Regions from separate parts of the Mus musculus genome. Here all the other regions are linked to region 1. A link is a contact called in public HiChIP or PLAC-seq and promoter capture Hi-C data. All regions are on one chromosome and are shown on one strand. The core of a region is the stretch at or near the end of the contact, and the rest is flanking DNA. Distances in the headings are between cores, read along the strand shown.

Region 1 (2,834 bases), core at 101-2,600:
GTTTGGAGAGATGGCTCAGTGGTTAAGAGCATTGACTGCTCTTCTGAAGGTCCTGAGTTCAAATCCCAGCAACCACATGGTGGCTCACAACCATCCATAATGAGACCTGCTGCCCTCTTCAGGGGTGTCTGAAGATAGCTACAGTGTACTTACATATAATAAATAAATAAATCTTAAAAAAGATGTGAGAACAGAGGATCTTTGGAGAAGCCTACTCATTTGACAAACAATAATAATACAAATGAATTAAACTTACTTTGATTATAGAACAACACTCATGGGTTGAAAATGATTAACTTTTAGTAAACAAACAAATTGTATCCAGATAATGTTTTTAGGCTAGGGATTTGGCACCTTTTTTCTGGATATAAAAGAAAAACTTCATGTTTAGCACTCTATATATTATTTTAAGCATCTGAGTAACATCCTGATAGTGTTTTATTAGATTGTCACACATGTATAGATTTATGGGAATTTTAATATTAAAACTTCTCAGCCATGGATTCAACCTAGTTGCTGTTCAAGTATTTTGGGTAACAAGAAAAATGTTTATTTTGCTAATTAGGCTTTCATAACATTCACATTACATGGTCATTTATTAAGGCTTTTGAGGAAGCAGCTGCTGTGAATTAGCAATTGCTTGCTGTTTTTTCTGCCTGCGAAATCTAATTCATTATTTTCACTATTAAAATGAACTTTGGCAGTCTCACGAATACCATTTTCTATAGCAATCTCCAATTCTCTCAAGAAATAGTATTTTTTTTTAATTTCAAAAGTTTTATGAGTGGGCATTGAATAACCTATAAAGGAAAACTATTTTCAAGACACTATGTTTTCTTCAAAAGTTACCTAAAATTAAGAGAGGCTGGTTTAAAAAAAAAAAAAAGGCAGCATATCCCATGCTATTTCTATCCACTCAGTCTATTATCTTCTAAGGTAGATGTTTGAGTTATTGCTGTTAGCCCACAAGTTACCACTACTAACATCTATACATCTATTTCATCGTAACATAATCCACACTGTCCTTACCACTTATTTCACTTTTGGCTCAGGACTCTTATTTTCACATTCTCTCAGCTTTTTGGGGACCTCCATATTAGACGGTAGGCCAGTCCTCTCCATTCCATGCACCCTATGCACACTAACTAGGGGCTATTTCACCTCTGCTTTGAGAACGAGATTATGTACAGTATGGTTTAAGCTCACTCTTTTAAGCTGTTCACCCCTGATCTCAACTGTGTACCCACGTCCACTTTCCCGGCCTTGCAAAAAAACTTCAGCAGTAAATTTAAATCTTCCGCCTTTCTTAGCTCCTCCCACCTGTCTTTGACCTCCACCCTACCGAATCCCAGTTCCTCTTTCCAGTTCTTCCAGTAGCCACGGAAAACAACCGTTTCTCAATTTTCTGGGCTTGAAGAACGAAGGCTACTTCTCCCGCCTCCACGGCACCCTGCGTTCCTGCCGCCTCCGACTACTAAGCCTCTTGGGCAGTATTGGGTCACGTCCCGGCCATCGCCGTGTCCCTGCAGCGCCACTTCCGGATCGCCGGTGCTTCCACTTTACCGGTCCGCATCCCGCACCGAGCTCTTCGTAGAGTTAATTCCTAACCCAGAGCGGTGGCAGCGGGGATCCCGGCCTAGCCAAGCCGGAGTCGTCCCAGGCAGGCAGACGCGCGGGGTCCTTGTCCCCACCGCGGAAACCTGACGGACGGCGAAGCCCGCACACCCGGAAGTGGCGCGGAACGCGTGAGGCGTTTCCGCGGCGGACGCCAGGTACCCGGAGGAAGAGCGCACGCCGCCGCTCTGTGGCGTGTTTACCTTGGAGCGGGTGCGGCGGCGGCGGCAGCAGCGGGCCTGACGCCAGCTCGGTCCTATGGCCGGAGATCCGCCTGCGTTCCGGGAGTCGACCGCCTCTGGCTGGGCTGCGCTAGGGTAGGAGTGAAGCAGGACGTGCTGTCCTCCCACGCCCGGGGGCCGGCCGCCTCCAGCCTCTCTGCCTACTCCTCGTCAGGTGAGGCGCTCAGTTAGCGGGGAGCTCGCGCCCGGACCCGGAGGGCGGGCGGGCGATCCGGGAGAGCGGCCTTGCCAAGCTTCCTGAGAAGTGCATTTCCAGTTGCTGCCTGTCGATTCAGTTACTTACAAAATTTCCGTCTTTACCCTTTTCAGGATCTGACTTCGACGCTTAAATTTGAAGATGCTGGAGTCGTACGTAACTCCAATTTTAATGAGTTATGTGAATCGCTATATCAAGAACTTAAAACCTTCAGATCTCCAGCTTTCACTATGGGGTGGGGACGTGGTTCTCAGCAAACTCGAGTTAAAGTTGGACGTTCTGGAACAGGTAAGCAGTACAGCTGCCATCGGAACATCTTCGTCTTGATAGACATAGCCTGTCTAGTATGTTTTGAATGATAATAAATTTCCTGTTAGCGTGTTTTGCCTACTGTGTAGTTAGAGACTTCATTTTATAGAAAACAAACAAACAAACAAACAAACAAATACAAGGCTTTTTGCCTCGTAAGGGCTTATTCTGTTAGGATTCCCCAACATTTTTTCAGCCGATAGAAATTTCAGCTTGTTTACTCAGTTCTCAAGCACTGCCAAATATGCACACTCTTACAATGTCATATGAAACGGGGAAACATTACATGCTTGTTCTTCTTTTGGGTCAGTGGGCGAGTGTGAAAAACAGCAAGAGCACGCACATGTAAAGTTCTGTTCCTTTTACCAGGAGAAATGACATCACTCATGGATCCTCAGATTGACTAGACACAGGTTGAGAATGATGGTAAAACTGGAAACATCTTTACTAATCACTTTTTAAGGTTTTTTCTT
Region 2 (2,834 bases), core at 173-2,672, 910 kb after region 1:
ATTTTCTAAATATTTACATTTTAATTCAATACAGACAGCTCTGTGTTAAAGAAGCTTAAGCAAGCAAATATGGAAATGACTTGAATTACAAACAGAAGCACTAGGATGTGCAAAGAGACCGGTTTATAGCAAAACCGGAAAGGGAAAAAAAGACAAGTATCTCGTCACACTACATACAATGAAAAGGGTCAAGAAATTCTGGTTAAAATATTAAATAATCAAAGACTGCCAGGTACGCGTGCGTATACACAAACATACACAAAGTAGAATGAGGAAGATCAAAATATTTTGAAGGCACCAACCACGGAAAGGCCCGCTTTCATACCTCCCGTTTGCTATCATTTTACACCAGCCTTTATAGCCAACCCTAGGTTTGAAAATTGCAGCTGCATTTAAAGGCCGTCCTATCATTACCAACATTTTGCGACATTCTCAACCCTACACAAAGTAAAGCACCAGTCGTGTATTTCTATCTCCAAGGGCGCCAACAAGCAAAAATTAAACCTTTCTTTTTCCCATATATAGCCTTCACCATTCTCTTCCCTCTTTTATTTGCTGCCCTTGTCTCAGGATTAACGAACCTAAACCACTTCTTCCCATTAGTGGAAATGGAAAAAGAGAAGAGAGCGACAGTAGAGCGGAATCCCAGACCGAAGGAAAAACTGGCAATTCAAAGTGGTGGCCTCACTCGGGGTGAGGGCAGGGAAAACCCCAGACGTGGAGTCCGGAAGACCCCCGTTCATCCCCAGGCTATACGGCTTTCCGCGCCGGTGCCTGCTTGTGTGCGCGATCTCCGCTCCCGAAGGAGGCGGTCATCTCCCCGCCGCCCTCCCGGGCCCCAGGCGGCAGGCTTCGGGGGCGAAGTCCGCGGCGCCCAGTGTGCGGCGAGGCCCGGAAAGCGTCCCGTTAGAGGCGATTTCACCCGTCAGGAATGCGCTCCGCCCCCGCCGCCTCCCCACGGCGGCCGCCCTCGGGTCTCGTCCGCTCCGCCGCCCCGGAACGCTCGGGGCAGCGCCGTGGACAGTCACAACACCGACGGGGCCACAGGCCCGGCCCCCCACGCCCCGGCCCGCACCCCGGAGACGGCCGCAACGGTCTCCCGGCCCCAGACCGAGGCCTGAGCGGCGCCTTGAATCCCCATCCGTAGGGGAGCCGCCCGGCTCCCGCGGCTCCGGCGCCTGCCGTACCTCAGCTCCTCAGGGCGGCGGCGGCGCGGGGCGGCTGGCGAGCAGGCCCATCCCGCGGAGGCAGAAAGCGGAGGCAGAACGGAGGACGACTTTTCAGCACCGCCGCGGAACCTTCTCAGCTAGGGCGAGAGCTGCCGGTGGAACGGTTGCGGGCGGCCGCTTTCCCGAACTCCCCTCTGTGACTCCAGTCGGACCGTCGCAGCCGGGAACCAACACAGCAACTGCCATTCTCCCCCGCCCTCGCCCCCAGGCCCCGCCCCCTCCACTCCCTCCTGCCCCACCCGGCATAGCCCCGCCCAGCGCGCCTTGCGTCTTGGCGTCAAGCCCCGCCCCGCCCCACGTCGACCAGCCGCGGTTATCTCTGGGACGCGGTGGTTCCTTGGCTCCAGCACGTTCGCCTCGCACTGCGCGCTCTCGCCGCCGGCCCTCCCGCGGGCGGCGACTTACTCGGAACGCGCCGGGCAGTGGGGCGGGAGACGCCCTTCTTGTAACCCCGACCCCGTCTCCGTGAGGTGATAGGAAGGGACGGCGGGAGCCGCGTTCCAAGTGGAGCGCTTCCTGAGCGACAGGACCCTGACTTAGCTTTTCAATCCTTTGTTCACCTGCTTGATTGGCAACCCTCGGGAGAGCAGAGCCGAGTCGTCCCCAAAGAAATATCTCAGGTCTTATCAATGTCTGATACAGTAGGAGTTACTTTGGCCCAGCCTGTGTCTTCCATTCCCCTCCAGCTTTTGATCCAGTCGGACACCCTTTGAATTTTTCACCTACATAAGACTTGGTATAGAGTTAGTTAAATAAACAGATCCCTTTCCTGTCCTGATCCCATCCTCTCCGTTTATTTCTCTTGGGGACTTAGATCATTTCCTTAGAATCCTGAGAAATGGATGTGATGGATGCCAAAATGTCCATCCACCATCTGTTACTTAATCTAAATATATCACTCGATCCTTATTTCAGTGTGTCTAAACTAGAAACTCACCAAGGAGCCATATTTTTTCAAACCCCACTTGGCCTCTTTGGTAACACAGTAAATTTTTCCCAGTTAGAAACAGGCTAGGCGATCTAGGGCTAAATGTCTTTGACCATACATCTTAAAGGGAGTAAGTATGGATATGATTTCCATTTATTGGAAGTTGAGAGCCATTATGTGTATACCTTAAAATGCTATCAAAAGGCTGCATTCGATGCCCAATAATCTACAGGACACTTTAAGCCTACGGATAGTGCAAGAGTAGCTTTGCAGTACAAATGGAGTAATGACTGGTAAGGGTTTTGAGTAAAGAATTGTGCAGAATAACAGTGGTCCTGTACTCTCTATAGTCATCATAGTTCTGAGAAATTAAATTTCTGTCTTCCTAGAAATTGGAAGGGTCTGCTGTTACTTACTAGTCCAATATGCATATCCTGAGAGAGATATACCTGAAGGACATCTCCACTTGAATCTATGGAGGCATCTTGTATTAGATAGTTTTATCTTAACATGAGACAAGCTAAAGTCGTTTGAGAGAAGGGATCGTCAATGAAGAAAACACCTCCATGAGACTGGGCTGTAGGAAGCCGTAGGACATTTTAATTAGTGATTGATGGAGAGACAGCCCACTGTGAATAGTTTCATCCCTGGGCTGTTGGTCCTGGGGTCTATAAGAA
Region 3 (2,834 bases), core at 135-2,634, 790 kb before region 1:
AAAGATATATAAATACAGTGAGAAAAGCAGCACCAAGGAATTCCTGGTAAAATATGATGCCTATAGAAGATCAGAGGTCAAAGTTAGTTTTGGGGCAAGAGAATTTATAATAGCAACACATTATTTTAAAAAAAATTGTCAATACTTTTTTTCTATATGTGCTTTCCCCTAAAATGCACATTCAGTATTTTAATCTAAAGACTCTGTGCGCTATTTTTACATTTTAAAGTACTCAAAAGTTAAGTTACATGGGCTTTTAGGTTTAATATAATTATCAATGTTATACAACCTATGTATTTTTGTAAGGAGAAATTTCATTTTTGCTTATATATGCATGTATTTGTGTGTGCATGCATAGGCATATGCGTGCACATGCATCTCTGTGTGTGTAGAGGCCAGAGCATAAACTCAGGATCTTTTCTCATGAGCTGTCCACCACCTTGGTTTTAGGGATGAGGTCTCTCATTTGGCTGGGCTGGCTAGCTAGTGAGCTCTGAGATCACAGCCACAGCTCGCATGGGAAGCACTTTACTGCCTAAGCTGTATTCCCAGAACTGTAAACAGAAATGCCTTTTCCAGTCCAGAGTTTCTCTGTGGAACTTGCAAGAAAACAAACCTCCAGTGATCATTTCCTATCAGGAGTTAGTAAACCTACCCTGAGAGTCTGAGTGGATCATGAGGCCACTGACATGGCGGCTCTACCCCAGGCTGCCTGCTGAAGCTCTGCTATTCCTTTGACTGTGCCCTGTGTTCGGAGAGTCTGGCCAGATGCACAAATGGGCACTAGAAAAATCTCTGTCAACTTGGTGTTGCCCTAGCTCCATTTTTCTCCATGGAGCTATTTCCTTCCTCTGCTTTTCTCCTGTAGGCCACAGGAAGAAACGCATCTGTCAGAGGTTTTGATGAGCTTCTCTTCTCTCTCTCTGAGTCCCAATGATTCCTTCATTTAAAGTCCCAAACACTGCGCAGAGCTTTTACTAAGTAGAAAATCTTTAAATCATGGATAATGTAAACCAGCTGTATGCGTGCAGGTGGGGCTGCTAGTTCTGCTAGTTGAGCAGAGAAAACTTGCTGTTCTTTATGAGGTGCTGCTGTCCATGCTGGGGACATCATGGTGAGCAGGGTGAGCCCTGCTCTTAGGAGAGGCTGGCCAGTCTCAGCCTGACCTCTCCACTTACAGAATGAGCCACCACACCCATTCTGCTGGAGAGTTTCACATGGATGAGTATTTCTCAAGCACTCCCTGTATTGTAATGGACCTCTCTGTAGTCATGTTAACGTTTTTGTTAATCTAGGTCAATGCACCCTAATGTTAATTCCTCTAAGGGCTTGTAAGCTGTATCTCTGCTCTTTAGTCAAGCAGTACTGCGCTTTTCAGTGCATAGCTCCCCCAGTGTTAGGAAACTTTTGTGTCATCAGAATGGGTTTCAGGAAGTGGAACTTCTGTTTTAGAGAGCAGAGACTTTCTATTTTTATTTTAAAACACATTAGAATATACATATTGTAACATGTACCATCCTATCTGATGACTCTTTCATTTTGAAAGCTTGAAGCTAAATTCTGATCAAACATCTCAACTCTTCCTTTCCATGTTTTTCTTTCTGTTTCTATGAATTTGACTCAAGTAGATGAGCTCACTATTTTTCTTTCTGTGATTGGCTTGATTCTCTTAATAATGTCCTTCTGCTTCATCAACACTGGGGCCAGTGGCAGAATCTTTTTTCCTTTTCAGGGGTGAATAGTATTCTATCATATGTACTCATCACACATTTTCTGTCCACTCCTCTGTCAATGGATCCTGGGATTGTTTTTCCTTTTTGGCTACTATTATGGTCAATGCTACAATTTTTTGTTCATTTTTGGGGTACACACACAGGGGTAGAATTGCTGGACTGTACAATAATTTAAAAAAATTTTGAGTAACTGCATATTATGTATCATTTTATATTTTCACTTATACCATTGGTACAGGACTAATGTTTTATATCCTTGTTGATACTTGATTTTTTTTTTTTTTTGTAATACTGGTCACCCTAGGATTGGAGAGATTGTTCTGCAGTTAAGAACATTAGCTGCTCTTCTAGAGGCCCTGAGTTCAATTCCAGGTACCCAGATGGCTGCTTACAACTGCCTATAACTGTAGTATCATTGGATCTGATTCCTTCTTCTGGAGTATATAGATGTATATGCAGACAAACACATCAACAAATAAATCTTTGGTTGGGCATGGTGGCATATTCTATTAATCCTATTACTCAGGAGGCAGAGGCAGAGGCAGAGAGAGAGGCAGAGAGGCAGAGAGGCAGAGGCACATCTCTGTCAGTTTGAGGCCAGCCTGGTCTACAAAGTGATTTCTAGGCCAGCCACGATGACATAGAAAGACACTGTCCTCCAAACAAAGACCAAAAAAACAAAACAAAACAAAACAAAACCCAAAAAACAAAAAAACAAAAAAACAAAAACCAAGCCCCAAATAGACATTACCCTAAAGGCTGTGAAGAGGCATCTCATTTTATTTACTTGATGATTTCTGATGAACATTTTCATTTGCTTGTTGGCAAACATATATTTTCTTTGCAGAACCACTTAGGTTCGTTGCCCAGTTTAAAAACAGGTCACTTGTGGTTTTGCTGTTGACTTGTAGAAGCAGAGAAGGAACTTTTTTAAGGTCCTTGATAAATTCCATGAGATTCAGTTCTGGGAGAGCCGACCTACCTCCTCAGGCCCATGAGGGTGCCTATGACCATGCGGCCTTGTCCTTGCTGGCTGCTGTAATACAGCCACATGTAATAACTCAGTAGGAAGAAAATGGTGTCACTTCAACTTTATGCTAT
Region 4 (2,834 bases), core at 169-2,668, 690 kb before region 1:
TAAGCCTTGCAAACATCTGTGTCACATGATAATCTGTGCTTGGGAGAGCCAAGACAATCAAGAATTCCAGGAAATGTTTAAGAAAACTAATGACTACATAAGTTCTCTAGTGAAAACAATGGTTTCCTGGTTTGGATGATGCCTGGGTGGGTCACATCTACTAACTCTCTAATATTTTACCAAGAGCAGACCATTCATTCTTAAACTTATATTGGAAATGTGTCTACTACAAGCATAACATACACTAAGGAAAGTCTCTTCTTTGTAGTTCCACAGTGGAAGCAAGGAGAGTCAGTCAGTGTCTGAGCAATGCCCCTGCCCCATTTTGTTATCTTTTGTGACATAACAGTTTTAAAGCCATAATCTTTCCTGTGTTGAACATTAAAAAGATGATCTAAGCTTATTTATTCGTTATACAAATCACCTCCAAGTTCAGAAACAAACATTTAGGATACTTTTCAAGCATAAAAAGGATCTCTTTGATTAGTGGTTAAATATCCCACTGAGGACAACAGTAACAAAAATTTATGGCCTTATTCTTGCAAAGGAAAAAAGATCTGTGGCTTTGTTCATGCACAAGAACAAAGTAACAGGCTTAGGAAAACTAACGCAAGCCTGAAAGATCAATCACTTGCCCCACTTAGAGGAATATAAATGCTAGGGAGAGCTTTGCTTCTCTGCCTGATCTTAGGGCCAGCAGAGGGGGTAGGGGACACCTCCGATCCTCTTTGATGCTCTTAAATTTATATTGCCAGCATAAACCCGTGGTGTTTGGCTGACAGCAGCGAGCAATGAAGTACTGCAGCTGAGAGTATCTGGGAAGGTTGATGCTGAGATTGCTGGGACCTTGGAGACACAACTCTGCACAGAATTGACATTGGGAGCCCCTTAATGAGTTTCTGCTTCTGAGAAGGGTAGCACCATTTTTTATTTTTTAACTGTGAAAGGAAACTGGCCTGAAAAATAAGTGGAAATCCACCTCCACCGCCTTGCAGGAGGGGAAGAAAGCTGGGGGAGGCGAGGTCCTTGGGGACCCAAAGGCCCAAGAGTGAGACCAGGGAGCAGCCTGGGGGTCTGCTGCTCCGCCGAGGCCGGGAGGGGGGAAGGGGGCGGAGGGGATGGGTAGCCAAGTGTCAGCGTCACGTGTCAGCTCTACCCACTCGCCCAGTCGCGAGCGCGGAGAGCTGGCAGGAAGGCACCGAGGCCTGGCGCCTCCGCGGGGCCTGCGTGGAGCTGGCAGGCGGCGCGCTGTGGTGCGCGGGCGGCCTTACCTGGTTTCTGCGATACCAGGCGCTCGACAGCGAGCCGTTGCCCGGGCCTGGTGCCCAGTATGTGAAGTTCCGAGACAGCTCGTCTAGGACGGCCGAGGCGTCGTCCTCGGGGGCTGTGCGCGCCGGAGCCGCCATGAGGACTGAATCCACGCGCTGGGACTCGGGCGCGGCCCTCCCGTCCGTCCTCCCGCAGCCGCAGCCACTTCCTGCCCGGCGACCCGGCGCCGGCACCTGGCTCCTGCGGCACGCAGGTGAGGTCCGGGCTCGGCCCAGTTGCCGCCGCTCCCTTCTGGGCCCCGGTGCCTACACCTGTCAGCGCAGGAATGACATCATCTCTTTTGCCTCTGGGATCTACTGTGCACAAAGCAAATGTTTGTCCAAGTGCAGGGAGAAAAGGAGCTATCCATTAATCTAAAGAGTGACCGGCACCCTTGGCAGTTCCAGTTCGCGCGTGTAAAAGGTTTAAAATGTTCCACATATGGAAAAAAGAAAAAGCCATAATCTCCCTCTCCCCAATATTGGGCACATTGTGAATGAAGAGCCCAGCCACAGAGTGACCATTAGGAACTATTCGAAGAATAGAGAAGAGATATCCTATGGCAGCTGGATAGGCTGTCAGATAAGTTCATAAAGAATTGCTGAAACGTTGTCAGCTGCCCCATATGGTGATTTAAGTTGAGTCAGAAATGCTAAGAACAACCTTAAGTACGCATACTGGATATTCTAGTCTGACCGGTTTTAAACTCGGTTACACTACAAATGATCTTTGTCTTGTCTGTCACTTTGAACATTCTGTGATTTTTGTGTTATTACATGAAGTGTCTACACTGGGAATTTGTTTTCAAGACACTGAGACTCTTTAAGCTATGCACTTTAAAGATAGGGGAGAGAGGAAACAAGACAGGAAGAGAGGAGAGGGGAGGGAAGGAGAAGAGAGGAGAGGAGGGAGAAAGGAGGAGGAGGAGAGGGGGGATAGAAGGAGGGAGGGAAGAAGGGAGAGAGGAAGAGAGAGAGGGAAAAAGGGACCTGGGAGAAAGCTGTGATGATTTCTTAGGGGAAATATGTAAAGCAGAGAAGAGAGTGTAAGTCATTTCAGACGCAAAAAAAAAAAAAAAAAAAAAAAAAAAAAAAAAAAGGCAAGTCGTCCTGACAGTTGTGTTGGTTCTTGCTTGAGTAAACAAAATGTTAAGTCAACAATTAATAATTGTAGCTAACTATGTTCAATTTAAAGAAACGAATTTATTTCAATTAAATACCCCAAAGAAAAATCAATTCGCTATATAAATTTCATTAATTTCATAAGTATATGGTGCTATAAATCGAACCCATTGCCTTTAGATGTTAAGCAAGCACCATACCCCTGAAACACATGCCTGCTATGTGATTCTAGGACACTCCCATCCCTCAGCTCTGCCATGCCTGGGATCCGCATACTCTTTAATGGAAAATGGTTGTCCAAGAATCGCCAACCTCCACAACCATCATCTCTCCTCCTTTGACCCCATTGGCTGGGAATAAGTCACATGCCTAGCTTTACTTGCCAGAGATTTTGGGGCATTTCCC
Region 5 (2,834 bases), core at 149-2,648, 530 kb before region 1:
CATGAAGATGGCAGATACCAACTGGCAGATCACTCCCTACACACACACACACACACACACACACACACACACCAGCACCACCGCCACCACCACTGTTGCCACTACTAGCATCAAACATCAAAGAACGGAAGCTCACATGAACCACACCACATTATTCTTCTTCCCATATGGAACTGCTTTTGCAGGAAGACCCACACTCACAGAAGCTTCAGAGACATGGGTGTAGCGTCCTTTTAGTGAGGACACATGTAACCAATGCACACATCATATATGCTCAAAGGTGAGTGGCTGATACAAAGACTCATACTTGGATCCACTGATCCAACACAAAACTAGATCAAGGATTCTTTTCAGACCCTCTGAGGGAGCTTAAAGCAGGCTAGTCTTTTGCACTGTTTGCATAGTTCTGGGGATCAATACCTAGGGCCTTGTACATACCAGACAAATGCTCTGACCGGAGTTCAGCTCCAACCCATCAAACAATCTAGAGCCAGAACACCTCTCAATTCAGGTGGCACCCTTAGAGCCACATATGAAGAATGTGTTTCTCGTGGTTGCACTGTTTTTCCTGAGTCTGGAGCCACCTTATAAGAACTGTCCTATTACTTCTGACCAAGACATGAGGACACCAGCTCTCTGCTAACAATGCATGCCACAGTCTGAAAATGAGGACCATGTATTTGCTCAGAGACCAGGGGGATACCAAGGAATAAGGGTCTATTTCTTGGCTTGGCCAATATGAGGGCCCTATGTCTTATGATTGGGAATTCTGTGCTGAAGTCAGTGTTTATACAGCACACAGTTTCTCACACTGTATGCACATACCACACTAATGCATGTCCAGATCCTCATACATGGCACACTGTATGCATCTTCGCATCCATCAGAAGACATATTTGTCAATACTTTACACAGATTTTGGGTAGTCCTACTCCTCAGATTGCACACACGCACAGAACTCCAAGTACTCCTCTGAAGCTCACACTGGCTTGTACATACACGGTATCATGCAGAGTTCTCAAACAGAACTCCATTACTCCTCCCCATGCCAACAGGACCTGTGCACACACCCAAGCTCCTGCCCCACCCATATCCCTGCCACAGCTCAACCTCAGTCTTCTCTGACAGCTCCCATTTTCCGATAACCCCATTTCCAGGTATAGGAAACTTTTCTTCAGGTTTCTAAAAGAGGAAGCCGAAGCCGGTAGATCATTCCGTTGCTGCCCTATCCGCCCTATACATAAAAGCCATCCTTCATTCTCCAGTCTGTTTCCTACAGACCCGGCGAGGGAGGAAAGTCACTGTAGGCAACCCTCTGTCTGAGCCCTGGGGGTGCTGACAATAACAGCTGTCCCTGGAGGATGCCGAGGGAGGGGGAAAAGGTGTCAGCTCCGTGCAAAGCTGGGGGGCGCCCGAAGAACAGAATGATGCTCCGGAACGTCTCAAGAGTCTGGGCGGCGACTGTGCCCCGGGCTGGCGCGCTCGGAGCTGTCCGTTCAGCACCACCGCGCAGCACCAGGCTCAAGGCCCTCTGCAAGGCGCACCGGCTCGGTTCCCGCCCCCGCTCCACGGGCGCCTGCGGCGTGGGCTCCTGCCTCTCGTGGTGGGTGAGGGGCGCGCAGATCGGAAGAGGGGGGCTCCACGAGCGTCGGGGCCACGCAGCCACCTGTGAGCCTCTCGCGGATGTGGGCGGTGGTGTGTGCGGCCGGAGACTGAAGGAGGCGCACGGTGGACCCCGCCTGCCCGGTGGCGGGGCACACAGACAAGCACTCACATCTACATCCTCGCACCCGCGCGCACTCGCGCAGCCAGCCAACGGCGTCCACCGCGGTGATGCTTGCCAGCAGGTCGGGGAAGTTTCCCGCCGGCCTCTGCCGCGGGCTCCCGTGCACCCAGGTAAGCGCTTTTAGAACGCGCAAGGCGAGCTCCGGGAAGGCGCAGCGCACGCGGCCGGGGAGCACGGCGCCAGAAGGGCGCGGGGGTGGTGGTAGGAAGGGGGCTGGGAATGGAATCGGTCCTTGAAGGCTGGAGATCTGGGACGCTGAGTTGACCCTTTTAGCCCTCGGCCCAGATTTACAGATTAGAGCGGTGAATTTCCTTGCCTCCTCCCAAATCTCCGCGCCCCCTTCTTGGCCCAGCCCTGCCAGTGCGCATCTCAGCTTGGGTCCCGCCTGTCTGCGGCGAGAGGGCGGGGGCGTCTCCTTGGTCTGCTCACAGGCAAGGTCAGCACACAGCCCCCTTGGGCTTTCAGAGCCGACAGGCGCCACTCCCTGGAGGAGGTGGAGGCCCGGGTGTACTCGTGGAAACATACACCCTTGTCTTGCCTTGGGAAGGGAGTCAACTCCCATAGACCCATTCCTGCACCCCAGTGCTGGACCTCACCTAGAGACCCTGCTGGAGAGGCCAGTCAGATGAGGGTGAAGAGAAAACAAGAGAAAGACTTGGGGTGGGGAGTGCCGGCGCTCACATAGATGCTGTTCCCTCTGCTTTCAGGTGTAGCGCCCCCGCGCGGCGCGGGCGCCTGGGCATCTCCAGCATGACCCGCCAGAGCCTGTGGGATGTGTCCGATACCGACGTCGAGGATGGAGAGATCCGCATCAATGTGGGTGGCTTCAAGAGACGGCTGCGTTCCCATACGCTGCTGCGCTTCCCTGAGACACGCCTGGGCCGTCTGCTCCTCTGCCACTCGCGAGAGGCCATTCTGGAACTCTGCGATGACTACGATGACGTTCAGCGTGAGTTCTACTTCGACCGTAACCCCGAGCTCTTCCCCTATGTGTTGCATTTCTACCACACCGGCAAGCTTCACGTCATGGCTGAGCTGTGCGTCTTCT

The links. Promoter capture Hi-C pulls out the DNA fragments that hold promoters and counts their contacts. HiChIP or PLAC-seq counts read pairs in DNA pulled down with a chosen protein or histone mark. Capture Hi-C pulls out chosen DNA fragments and counts their contacts.
Region 2: a contact with region 1 is called in a promoter capture Hi-C map of liver, with 4 times the contacts expected there. The contact joins the promoter of Rnf19a here to the promoter of Vps13b in region 1. A contact is called at or near these places in 3 of 39 promoter capture datasets (liver, neutrophils and pre-B cells), 6 of 115 datasets of contacts at active chromatin or transcription factors (the 230-238 cell line, bone marrow-derived macrophages, large pre-B cells and 3 more) and 2 of 9 other capture datasets (adipose tissue and liver).
Region 3: an H3K4me3 HiChIP or PLAC-seq map of bone marrow-derived macrophages shows a contact between it and region 1, with 4 times the contacts expected there. The contact joins the enhancer-like site here to the promoter of Vps13b in region 1. A contact is called at or near these places in 1 of 15 datasets of contacts at CTCF or cohesin (the NIH/3T3 cell line) and 7 of 115 datasets of contacts at active chromatin or transcription factors (the NIH/3T3 cell line, T-cell acute lymphoblastic leukemia, bone marrow-derived macrophages and 3 more).
Region 4: a promoter capture Hi-C map of embryonic stem cells shows a contact between it and region 1, with 2.8 times the contacts expected there. The contact joins the promoter of Nipal2 here to the promoter of Vps13b in region 1. A contact is called at or near these places in 3 of 39 promoter capture datasets (cranial neural crest, embryonic stem cells and hippocampal neurons), 1 of 15 datasets of contacts at CTCF or cohesin (the NIH/3T3 cell line) and 2 of 115 datasets of contacts at active chromatin or transcription factors (the NIH/3T3 cell line and large pre-B cells).
Region 5: a contact with region 1 is called in an H3K27ac HiChIP or PLAC-seq map of embryonic stem cells, with 5 times the contacts expected there. The contact joins the promoter of Kcns2 here to the promoter of Vps13b in region 1. A contact is called at or near these places in 1 of 39 promoter capture datasets (embryonic stem cells), 3 of 115 datasets of contacts at active chromatin or transcription factors (the NIH/3T3 cell line, T-cell acute lymphoblastic leukemia and embryonic stem cells) and 2 of 9 other capture datasets (adipose tissue and embryonic stem cells).

Annotation. Positions count from the first base shown.
Region 1 is chr15:35,369,768-35,372,601 of GRCm38.p6, forward strand. It overlaps Vps13b (vacuolar protein sorting 13B), which reads left to right and starts at 1,351. Exons shown (of 62, transcript NM_177151.4): 1 at 1,351-2,010; 2 at 2,166-2,340. The coding sequence starts at 2,194. It overlaps LOC115488525 (a long non-coding RNA gene), which reads right to left. Exons shown (of 2, transcript XR_003951638.1): 2 at 461-2,393.
Region 2 is chr15:36,281,725-36,284,558 of GRCm38.p6, forward strand. It overlaps Rnf19a (ring finger protein 19A), which reads right to left and starts at 1,423. Exons shown (of 10, transcript NM_013923.2): 1 at 1,188-1,423.
Region 3 is chr15:34,578,712-34,581,545 of GRCm38.p6, forward strand. It overlaps Nipal2 (NIPA-like domain containing 2), which reads right to left. Exons shown (of 11, transcript NM_145469.5): 9 at 1-60. Among named protein-coding and RNA genes, the nearest start is that of Gm22208, 48 kb to the left of the region's middle. Within about 2 kb of position 1,385, at least 4 of the 459 cell types and tissues checked have an H3K27ac peak or open chromatin away from gene starts, as enhancers often do. A contact at or near this core is called in bone marrow-derived macrophages, where this site is marked.
Region 4 is chr15:34,677,288-34,680,121 of GRCm38.p6, forward strand. It overlaps Nipal2 (NIPA-like domain containing 2), which reads right to left and starts at 1,419. Exons shown (of 11, transcript NM_145469.5): 1 at 1,272-1,419. The coding sequence starts at 1,406. It overlaps 4930413F20Rik (RIKEN cDNA 4930413F20 gene), which reads left to right. Exons shown (of 4, transcript NR_045883.2): 3 at 756-914; 4 at 1,291-1,917.
Region 5 is chr15:34,835,957-34,838,790 of GRCm38.p6, forward strand. It overlaps Kcns2 (K+ voltage-gated channel, subfamily S, 2), which reads left to right and starts at 1,399. Exons shown (of 2, transcript NM_181317.4): 1 at 1,399-1,896; 2 at 2,494-2,834. The coding sequence starts at 2,537. Gm32970 (a long non-coding RNA gene) reads right to left here and starts at 2,719. Exons shown (of 7, transcript XR_383919.3): 1 at 2,383-2,719.